Linked DNA regions of Mus musculus: region 2 is linked to region 1. A link is a contact called in public Hi-C data. All regions are on one chromosome and are shown on one strand. Each heading gives the region's core, a stretch centred on a gene start, on an enhancer-like site or on the middle of the called end of the contact. The rest is flanking DNA. Distances are from core to core; before and after follow the strand shown.

Region 1 (5,472 bases), core at 1,934-4,433:
AAAACAAAAGGGGAAGACAAGGCAACTATAGGGTACAATGTGCCCCTGCCCCCCACCCAGCTAAGCCCGTGAAAACTGCAGTGAAGGCTCTGCTCTCCCTTCAGGAACACCTAAATCATGCTTTTCAACCCAAAATTTTCTTGCTTCTTTGTTTAAATGCTTATTTTCTCTCTAGCATTCATGATATATGTCCCAAAAAAATCTCTCACCTTGTTTAAAATTTCCTTTAAGGTTCAAAAGTCATCCAATCCTTAATTAAAAACCGGTTTCCTTTTACAGACAAACTGTTACTACCTACCCCAGATACACAATTAACATGATATTTTCTTCCTCGGCCATCCAAAGCAGACTTAAAGGGTGCCTTCCAGGACTAAATTCCTTAAACACCCTCACTTTCCTAGCATCCTAACAACGGACCATGATGTGCTCCTAAGCAAACCATTGCAGGCATAATGTTTGCTATCCACCCTATGCAGAGACACCCTGCTGGAAATCTGCTCCTCTGTTACAACTCTACAGGTCTATCTCCACATAGTGCCTGCTGCCACTGATCCACTTAAAACAGCGCCCGCCCATCTTCTGAGCCTACAGACAACAAAGCTGCCTTCCTCCAAAAACCTCATCTGACTGAAGACTCCTGAGACACATGAAGAACCCCACAGAAGACAGACTTGGGACCTTCCAGCTACAGATGAACTCTCTCGCCAAAGCCAATGGCTGCTGAACTTAGGGAAAGTTACATGATAGCAAAGAAAACATAATGTCTATCTAAATTAATTAATTGCTGTTCAAAATTGGTGTTATTACCCTCAAATTGTACTACCCATGGAACAAGTAATTGATTGTACAATCTCTTGCCTTCCCAACCCTTACCCTTAACCCTCTTTACTACTCTGGCTTTGTTGTGCTACTTCTCTAGGCTGTATGTTTTCTTCTGATACTTCCACCCCACCCTAAATTTTCATCACAAATGACACAGGCACACCAGTGAGCCCCCCCTTTTTTATAAAAACAAAAGGGGGATTTGTGGGGCAGGTGTTTAATGATTGCACATATATACATTCATAGAAACCCTATAAGGAAAAGATGTTCACATTTGTTTAAACCTGGATATTATTTTGAAAAACACTGACACATAGCAGGGTGGTTATAACTGAATGAATGAATGGATGAATGAATGAATGAATGAATGAATGAGCTCTGTATATATTCTATCCATTCTACCATCAAAGAAAACTTTCTGTTATTTGGTCACAAAGTAGGTAACTGTTCATGTTCCTCTTTCTGTGTTTGTTTACTGAGAGTTCTAATCCTTATGCTATGAATTTCCCACAGTTTGAACCTAGTTAATGGGCGCAGGTTGGTTCCGTTCCTTCACTACTGGGTCATATGCCTTGCTGGTACTAATTTTGTCCTTCAGGTTCACATTCAAGCTGATGTCTGTAGGAAAATAATTACAATGAGGGTAGACAAATTTCCTAGTCTCTTGATTTGAGATAGTAGTGCTGAGGAAATCACATTATCTTTCTCAACCTGCACTTTCTTACTTCCATTTCAACAAGCCCCTCCCCTACTTTTGCTAAGCAGGAACACAGCAGAAGGAAACATGCTTCTTTCTATCACGCTGGCTCACTGGGAACATCCTAGCACTGTAAAAGCCTCCACTTACTCTTGACTCTGACATGAAGATGAAGCTGATATAATGATTCTAAGATGCTTTCCTGATTTTACCTCTTATGATGGTTCCTAACCAAAATCTTTAATATTGATAATCACATAGTTTTTACAATATAGGAATTTCACAAATTGAAATGGTGCAGTGTTATTAATATTAGTAAGTCCAGTTGGGTCACAGAGTTCAGTGCTATCTCAGGACAATTTGACACATTTTCTACCTCAGTTTCTGGTCCCTTTTCATACATCCTCATGTCCTGTTAGATACTTTTGAGTACTACCTCAGTCTTGCACATTGTTTCCCTAAGATTTCTAAACTGGCAGAAAAGAGGGCTGATTTTTCCCTAATGCTAAATGCTAGAAGTGCAACTGCAGTGGAGTTGAGCCAGAGAGTCTGTTGTGTACCACGATCTGGAATGGGCAACCTATTACAGCAAGTTTGCAGTATCTCTAATAACATTCTCATGCTCATATTTGCAAAACATTATTTCTTCAGGGTGTTTTTAACTAAGGCTGAGTAGAAGAAGCCCTGTGCATAAAGGTTACTTGAATAAAAAGCAACATGTGAGTTTTTCTCTCTGAATCTATAGATAGCTACAGGCAAGCTGTCCTACACTATCAACATCAACAGAAGAACCACTGGTTAAAAGCAACAGGTTTCTAGCTAGTGTGTGTGTGTGTGTGTGAGAGAGAGAGAGAGAGAGAGAGAGAGAGAGAGAGAGAGAGAGAAGAGAGAGGAGAGAGAGGAGAGAGAGAGAAAGAGAGAGAGAGAGAGAGAGAAAAGGGGAGAGAGAAAGAGGGAGAGAGACGGAGACAGAGACAGAGACAAAAACAGAAACAGAGAGACAGAGGGAGGCAGAGACAGAGAGTGTATGTGTTTGATAGTACAGATGTGTGTCTGTGATTGCAGGTGTGTGATAAATGTGTGTCTGTGTGACTGCAGGTGTGTATGTGTGTATAAGTGTGTGTTTGTGACTGTAGGTGTGTGTCCATTTTGTATAATTGCAGGTGTGGGATATAGGAGTGTGAGTGTGTGTGTGTGTGTGTGTGTGTGTGTGTGTGTGTGTGTGTGTGCGAGAGAGAGAGTCTATGTGACTGCTCATGTTTGCATACTATAGTAGGTGTAGAGATCAGAGAACAACTTCAAGAAGTGATTCTCTTTCCAGCAAAAGCAGTTGGAATTCTCAGTGCTCTTACTTCCATTTCAACAAGCCATCTCCCCTACTTTTGCTCCAGTTGTCAGGTTTGTGCAGCAAGTACTTTTACCTAATAAGTCATCTCACTATTCCAAAGCAATTGCTTACAACTCTAAAATAATGGGGGAGGCTTATATCTAGGCTATATGCACATTCCAAAAGAATAAATAAAGCCACTTACCTGGGGAGAAAGATGGAGAAGATGCTTGCTTATACCCTGGACACCTAAATGGCTTTACATTGCCATGGACCTTTGATGTGTCCATTGTAGACAGGAGATGGGAACTGTGAACAGTGACAAATTCTAAGTTCTGAGAAGCAAAATTAACAAAAGGAAGTCTTCTGTGGACACTGCTGTCTGTGTCCACACCCGCCCACACTTGCAACTGAGGGTTTCTCTGTAGTTACTGAACTTGGTTTCCATTATGCCCACACCGATTAAATAATTTTATCTTTGAAACAGAAGATACAACACATGATCTACTCTGGATGGTTTTATTTCCTTCTTTAACTATCACAAGTGAAAAAGAAGGAAAGCAAGGATTTCCTTAAAGATGCTTTCTGTGGTCAGAGTGGAATTTGACCAGGTGTTCACAATTACCTGGTAATGGCAGCAGTCTGCTGGCTGTGAGTTCTAGGAGACAGGGGGTGTGTACAGACAACTTGGGACTCACACTCATTTCCCATGACCATGATGACTACAACATGAGCAGAAGCCTGTGTGAGGGGTCTCACAGCTTACTTGAGATGCAGTGAAATGTCCTCAGCTGTCACTGTGTGTTGACAGTCATTATGCTCAATACCAGGCACAGGACTCTGCCTTATGATTCATCTTAACTGAAGATTTGAGCAAATGTGCAAGATTTTTCCAAGGTGTAAGTTCTGAAGCTATCTGTGTCTACTAGGAATTCACAATAGCTCTGCTCAGGATAGGAGACTGGGGTATTATGGTTTGTGGTATACATGCTTACAAACACCTCTATGCTACAAAGTGTAAACTAACGGGAACAAGAACAACCACAGACAAGAATCATTTGTCCATGTGAGTGTGAAGCAAACTGAGCACTTGCTGGTAAATATCAGGAGTATCACCAGCTACTGCTACTGCACAGTAATGTAGCCACTGTTACACAGATAAAAAGAAAATCATCCTGACAATGCACTCCTGGAGAATTTAGTTAATGGGCTAATGATGTCCTTACATTAGTTGATTGTCAGATAAATATATATATATGTATATATGTATATATATATATATATATATATATATATATATATATATATATACATATATATATATTTATCAGAATTACCTTGATCTTGTCATAGTAAAACATATGAAGAGAGAGACAGAGAGAGAGGCATGCAGATAGAGCATGGGTGAAAGAGATTGTGATGTGATATTACATACATATAAGAAGATATTGAATTAAAGTCAAGTGTTGGGTGATTGTAAGTTATCCAGGGTTTTAGAGTATGGCAATAGTAAATGGTCTACTGAGTATTTCAAGAAGAAATAAACACAAGCTTTTAACTAGAAACCTCTTTTTGTATCAAACCCTTCCAAATTAATAATGGAACTTAGGATGTATAAAACAACAGAGTAAACATAAGTAATAGTACTCTTAAATGTGAAAAAGGAACATGATAAACAAATAATTTTATGAAAGAAGGTGAAAATATGAGCCAGTAAGTGGCAACCATGAGTTAAGATCATTGCTTCAGGCTCAAAACTCAAAGCAATGGGTGCCATGAGCAGAATAGCTCACCAGGAAGCTACAAGAGCTCTTTGCTCCCCAGACGCCATTATGGATGCTGGGAAGTGCTGGCTATCTCCTGAGAGGCTCTGCCAGAGCCTGACAAATAGAGGCAGATGCTTATACCCAACTATTGGACTGAGTGCGTAGTCCTCGATGGAGGAGTTGGAGAAGAGGCTGAAGGAGCTGAGGGGTTTTGCAGCCCCTTGCAGGGAGCAACAGTGTCAACTGGTGAGATTCCCTCCGCTGGCTCCTGTGGACTGGACCACCAACCAAAGAGTACACATGGAGAGAGCTATGGCTCCAGCCGAATATGTAGCAGAGGATGGCGTTATTGGACGTCAGTGGGAAGTGCAGTCCTTGGGCCTGAGGTTGTTCAATGCCCAGTGTAGGAGAATGCCAGGGCAGGAAGATGAGAATGGGTGAGTGGGTGGGGGAATACCCTCATAGATGCAGGGGAAGGGGGGATGGGACAGGGGGTTCCCAAAAGGGAGACCTGAAAAGGGGAAAGCAATTGAAATGTAAATAAAGAAAATATCCAATGTAGCCGTCCAGCAGCCATGGAGAACTGGGTTTACCTGAAAGGGGGGCTGGGAATGAAAAGGACAAGGAGTGGGGAGGAGAGAAGGATGAAGTCAAGACAAGGTTCTGATCAAGACTCCAAGGTTAATATTCAGCACTGTATATAGGGAAAGCCCACAGACCCATTCTTTGTTTCAGCTGGATTATGTTGCAAAGCAAGCTCAGCAGGCAGTTTATTCTTCTAAATTCCAGTAGGAAGCTGCAGGTACAGCAAGGCAGATGACTCCACCTGGGTCCTTAAGCACATCAAGGTCTGCTCAGCC
Region 2 (5,297 bases), core at 2,657-5,156, 41 kb before region 1:
AGGCACCGACTACTAAGACTGAGTTCAACACCCGGATCCACACGTTGGAAACATAAAACCATCCACAGCAAGTTGTCTCTGAACTTCAAGCTTTCACTGTACACATTTACATGCATACACACAGGCACACAGGCACACACACACACACACACACACATTGAAATGAAATTTAAAAAAATATAAAGTTCTTTTTTTGTAGTATACTGTGTTTATTTTGAATCTGTATTTTTATTATAGTCTTTTTGGTTCTTTGGTTTTTTGACATGTGATTTCTCTGTGTATTCTTGGCTATCTTGAGTCCTGCCTTCCTTTATAGACCAGGTTGGTTTTGAAGTCAGAGATCTACCTGCCTCTGTCTCCCTAGTTCTGAGATGCTAGATATGAACCACCACCACTGGGCTTACCCTGACCATTCTTAGATTAATACAAGCATATCTCATGCAGAAAAATACTTTTCTCAATGTTCTATTCCTATTGCACTTAGGTCTTTCTGATTTGCAGTCCATCTTATTTATAGCAAACGAATGAGAAAGATTTTGTGTGTGATCCACTTCTGCATTCTCAGAGAACAGCACAGTGTATCAAACACAGGAGTGTTTGAACCATATATGTAAGAAAGATACATTTTTGTGATAGTCAATGTAGAATTCCATGTTAGATTATATAGATTACCAGTTACCAAGAAAATACTTTCTTACAGAAATTCAGAGAAACTAATGACTTTATTTCATTTAACTGTGTGTAGTTGTTGTGTGACAGACTTTCCTGGGCATATACAACACACAAATCTTCTCACTTGAGAGAGGGAGCCCATGACAGACCAAATTACAGATAGGATCAAAGTCCAACATGGTAAACAGATAAGTGTTATTGGTGCTACTTATAGGAATTTAGATAGGAGTTTCCTCCTACAGGAGCAGAATTGATTCAAAGACATATGTATCATTTAAGCCCACCCCAGCATGGGAGCTCACAAAAACTGGAACTCTGGGACACAATGTATAGCCTGCAGTATGCTGGACAGTTCCTATCTTAGTTAACTTTTGTATTGCTGTGAAGAGACACAATGATGAAGACAACTTATAAAAGCTCCATTTACTGGAAATTTACTTAAATTTCAGATAATGAGTAAATGACCACCATGATGAGGAGCATGATAGAAAACAGGCAGGTATCCTATTGGAACAGTGGGTGACATATTGAGAGAACAACCACAAGACAGACAGAGCATGAACTGGGGATGCTGTGGGATTTTAGGAACCCAACCCCAGTGACATGACTCCAGCAATAAGACCACACCTCCTCCAACAAGGCCACACCTCCCACAACAAACTGTACAAACTGGCTTCTAAGACATATACCACGAAAATATAGATTACCCTATTTATAGTCCAATAACTTAGGAACTTTTGTAGCAGCTTGTTGGGAGCTATTACGACAACTCTATTGACTTGATCTCCAAATTGGATCTGTCCCCCCTAGAAGAAAAGGGGGTCAAAAGCGCGCTACTGACGCACCCTTCTGAGAACAACCACAGAATGTTCCAGCCCTAAGTCAGCGCCAGATGTCCTGACCACACCCTGATACCACCAAGTTTCTGCTTCCCCATGTAGCTGCCAAAAGAAAAATTTCCACTGCCCCACCCATCCTGCTGAGAAGTACTTCCTCCTTTGCTTGTGCATTTATGCTGCCCCATTCCTCCTGCTGAGAAGTACTTCCTCCTTTGCTTGTGCATTTCTGCTTCCCCATTCCTCCTGCTGAGACGTACTTCCCCTTTTGCTTGTGCATTTAAGCCTTGAGCCATGCTGAATACAGTGACACCTTGATGCTACTCAGACTGCTTCCGCCGTGTCGTTCCTGCACTTGGTGTCCGTCTCTCCCTCCCTCCATTTGGTTCTTAGGAGAAGGTCCCCTCAAGACCCTCAAATAACTGGACCTGCTGGACAAGTCAGCAGCTATCACAGAGCTTTGTAGTGTGTAAAATAGCTCAATGGACAACTATAATACTGGTAGGCTTATCTGTGAACATGTCTCACCATGCTCAGTACATGCTTACTATCTTAGTCTTTCAATAATTCATCATGGAGATAAAAGTGTTTTCACTTGCTGTTGTAGGTGACACTGCCGCCATCTACAGGTGACAGCTGTTCAAAAAATCTTCTCATATTCACTGGAATTCACAATTAGTTGAATGAAATGACATTTGAATTTTGCTGTTCTCATAGCTTGTGACAAACAGAACATGTACTTCTGTTATAAAGGAAAGTGGCAGTGAGCCCCTGGCACCCAGAGACTTCATGGTTAGTGTCTCCTGTGGCCTGTATTATTTAGATGAAGTTATTGGATAAATTCCAGGAGATAGGCAAAACCATATTATAAAAGTTTTATAGGCTTGGTATAGTGGTACACTTCTTTAACCTCAGTAAACAATTGGCAGAAGAATAAATATCTCTGTGAGTTTGAGGCTAGCCTGGTCTACAAAGCAAGTTCCAGAGCAGCTACATGGAGAGATCCTGTCTCAAAAAGAAAAAGGAGAACAGCAAATTAATCCCAGTTTTATGTTAGTGTAAAAGCAAAATCCCACTGAGCAGCTGGAGGGATGGCACAGCAGTTAAAAGAAAGCACTGACTGCTCTTGCAGAGGACTTGGGTTTGATTCCTAACACACCATGGTGGGCCATAACCTTCCCTAACTCAACTCAACTCCCAGGGGATCCAGTGCCCTGTTTTAACCTCTGCAGGCACCAGGTATGCACATGCTGTGTGTGTGTGTGTGTGAGTGCGTGCAAACACTAATATACAATAAAATAAATAAATAAAAATGTATATATAAAAGTTTTAAACAAGAGCAGCATTGATCTATTATTCAGTTTTGAAGGCCAGAGGTTCAAAAGAGATCTCATTGGACTAAAATTTACAATAGGACCATGTTCCTTTTGGATAGTTAAGGGCAAATTCTTCCTTGGCCTAACAGTCTCTAGAGGCCACCTGCTTTCCATGGCAAGGGTTCCTTCCTCCATCGTAAAAGCCAACAGTGTAGCATCTTTAAGTTTTTTCTCTACTGCCCTCTCTTCTCTATTGAAGCACCCTATGATTAAGTCAGGCTATCTAGTTGTTTAAGAAATACCTCTCCATTTCAATGTCTTTAAATCACATCTGAAAAGTTCTTTTTATGCAAGGTAGCCTGCATACAATATTAGGGTATTAGGGAACATTGCTCTTGTAACTATGTATGTATGAATTAAAGCAATGTGAGGCTTCAAGGGTCATGTTGAATGTGGTCTGCTTTTGCTCCAAACTTGTGGGTTTTACCTCATTAATACACTATCCTTTATGATCCACATTCATCTAGTCTCTCTACCATGTCAGATTGTCAAAGCAGACGGTCCAAGGGCAGTAAGACAGACGTAATCTGCGGGGATAATTTCATGACATTTTATTATTTTTGTATTTTTCAACACAGTTTTGTGAGAAACTATCCACATTAGTGTCAAGGACTTTTCTGTAATGGATGGACCCAAGGGCATTTCCATTACCCACGCCTTGAGCAACCTCAGTGAACTACTGGTTCTCTAAGCTGAACATGATGCACTTGTCTTTTTGTTGGGGCCGGCCTGCAGCTCTCATGTCCAGGTTTGAGCCTGGGAGGCAAACTGGAGCTGAAAGAAAAGAGGGAACCTAGGCGGGTCGAGAAATAATGGAACCAAGACATGCTAGTCTGCTTAAGGTTCAAATGTTTAATGGCAGACGCACTTTATAAAGGAGGCGGGGAGGCCCATTCCTGCCAATTTATCCTTGGAGCCCAGCTGCAGGTGACCACATGCAGGATAGGGTGTAGTCTCCGGAATAGCAAGGCAGACTCCCAGCAGGTAGCAGTGACTGTGGCTGAACAATAGAGTGATTTAGGGAGACAGGCTCCACCTTAGGTAATCTCCTTAGTGGCAGCAAAGCTGAGGTCTGGTTTAGCCAGCATCACGTTAGCAGGGAGGTTACAATTTCCTCCCTGTTATTAATATTTTTAAAAAAAGCTGGACTGAGGCATAAAATTTATTTATGCTCTATAGTTCTGCCTGATTACTTTGGGTCTAGAGAAGAAACCTGTCTCAGTGGGATTCCCTAACTTTTCTCATGGTAAACCCTTGTTTGGGTAAGACTGGCTACTGTCCTTAGTAAACACTTTGCAGACCAGCCCTGAGCTACTGGCTCCGATCTTTTGTAATGCTTAATTAGTTACTGAATAGGTAACTTCCTTTCTGAATTCCTACTGAATTCCAAGTTTGTCAGCTACAAGGTCTTTCTAGGACTTTGGAACACTGGTGAAGGCTTAGCTATGTCAGAATTCAATCATAAAAGGCACTTATAATAAGATAATACTAAAAGAGAGCACGTGGATCCATACACCAGACTAATTCAGGGATAGGGTAAGAATATACGGTTTATGAGAACGCCAAAGTTCCAGGAGGTGAGTTTCCATGAAACTCTTTGCCTCGTGAGTGCTCCCAGGCCTCTCGGCCTGCCAAGCAAACTTCACTGTAGTGTGCATAGCATTCTCTCTCTTTCTTATATTTCTGCTGAAGTTCCGGAATGTCCCGCCTCGTTGTAGCTACAGATCTCAGGAGTGTTCTAAAGATGAGTGGAAACAACAATTTACTAATAAAATAATGCCAATAATAATAGCAAGTAGGAATATATATTGAACCCAATCCAGGGGATTCAATGCACTTAGGTTATCTTTTAAATCTCTGGCCAATTCAACAATGTCCCAAGTGTCCAAGTGACTATTGCTAATATCTGAAATTTCTGACTTTCTAGCATTAATATATGCTATGTCCTGCCCTATTGTTAAGACTACTACTTCTAAGACATTAACCTTTGCCTCCAATTCTTTACATGGCTCTGTGGTATATTACTAATGAGCCACGGCCTCTTGGCATGTACCTCTGTCTAGATTGATATGACTCCAAAATCTGGGTGTCCGTCTTAGACTGTCTGGCCCTCATAGCAAACCTTACTTCCAGATCAGACCAAAAGCCACAATATGTACTTAGAATGCTTCTTGAATGAAGATTAATAACTTCCACCTGCGCTGTTGGAGTCGGGGATGCACGCCTGCTGCAGTCAGGCTGAAGGGCGCTGACTGACCTGCTTGGAAAACAAAGTTGAGACAGTGAAAGGCAACAGTACAAAAGCTTCTTTTGGGGAAGTCCAGGTACTCCATTCAATTGCAAATTAGCAACGACCAAGCTTAGACTTAGAGCTCCTGGTGTGGGGGTGTTGGCTTTGAGAATTGCAGAAAGT

What was found. Hi-C and Micro-C count contacts between places; a contact is called where the count stands out from the background.
Region 2: a Hi-C map of embryonic stem cells shows a contact between it and region 1, with 1.5 times the contacts expected there. The contact joins the enhancer-like site here to the promoter of Klrb1f in region 1. A contact is called at or near these places in 1 of 39 promoter capture datasets (pre-B cells), 2 of 15 datasets of contacts at CTCF or cohesin (CD8 T cells and pro-B cells), 14 of 484 Hi-C or Micro-C datasets (the AML12 cell line, B cells, CD4 T cells and 11 more), 6 of 115 datasets of contacts at active chromatin or transcription factors (the HPC-7 cell line, bone marrow-derived dendritic cells, embryonic stem cells and 2 more) and 2 of 9 other capture datasets (embryonic stem cells and liver).

Annotation. Positions count from the first base shown.
Region 1 is chr6:129,043,612-129,049,083 of GRCm38.p6, reverse strand. Klrb1f (killer cell lectin-like receptor subfamily B member 1F) reads right to left here and starts at 3,183. Exons shown (of 6, transcript NM_153094.2): 1 at 3,052-3,183. The coding sequence starts at 3,136.
Region 2 is chr6:129,085,155-129,090,451 of GRCm38.p6, reverse strand. No RefSeq gene overlaps it. Among named protein-coding and RNA genes, the nearest start is that of Clec2e, 13 kb to the left of the region's middle. Within about 2 kb of position 3,906, at least 4 of the 459 cell types and tissues checked have an H3K27ac peak or open chromatin away from gene starts, as enhancers often do. A contact at or near this core is called in embryonic stem cells, where this site is marked.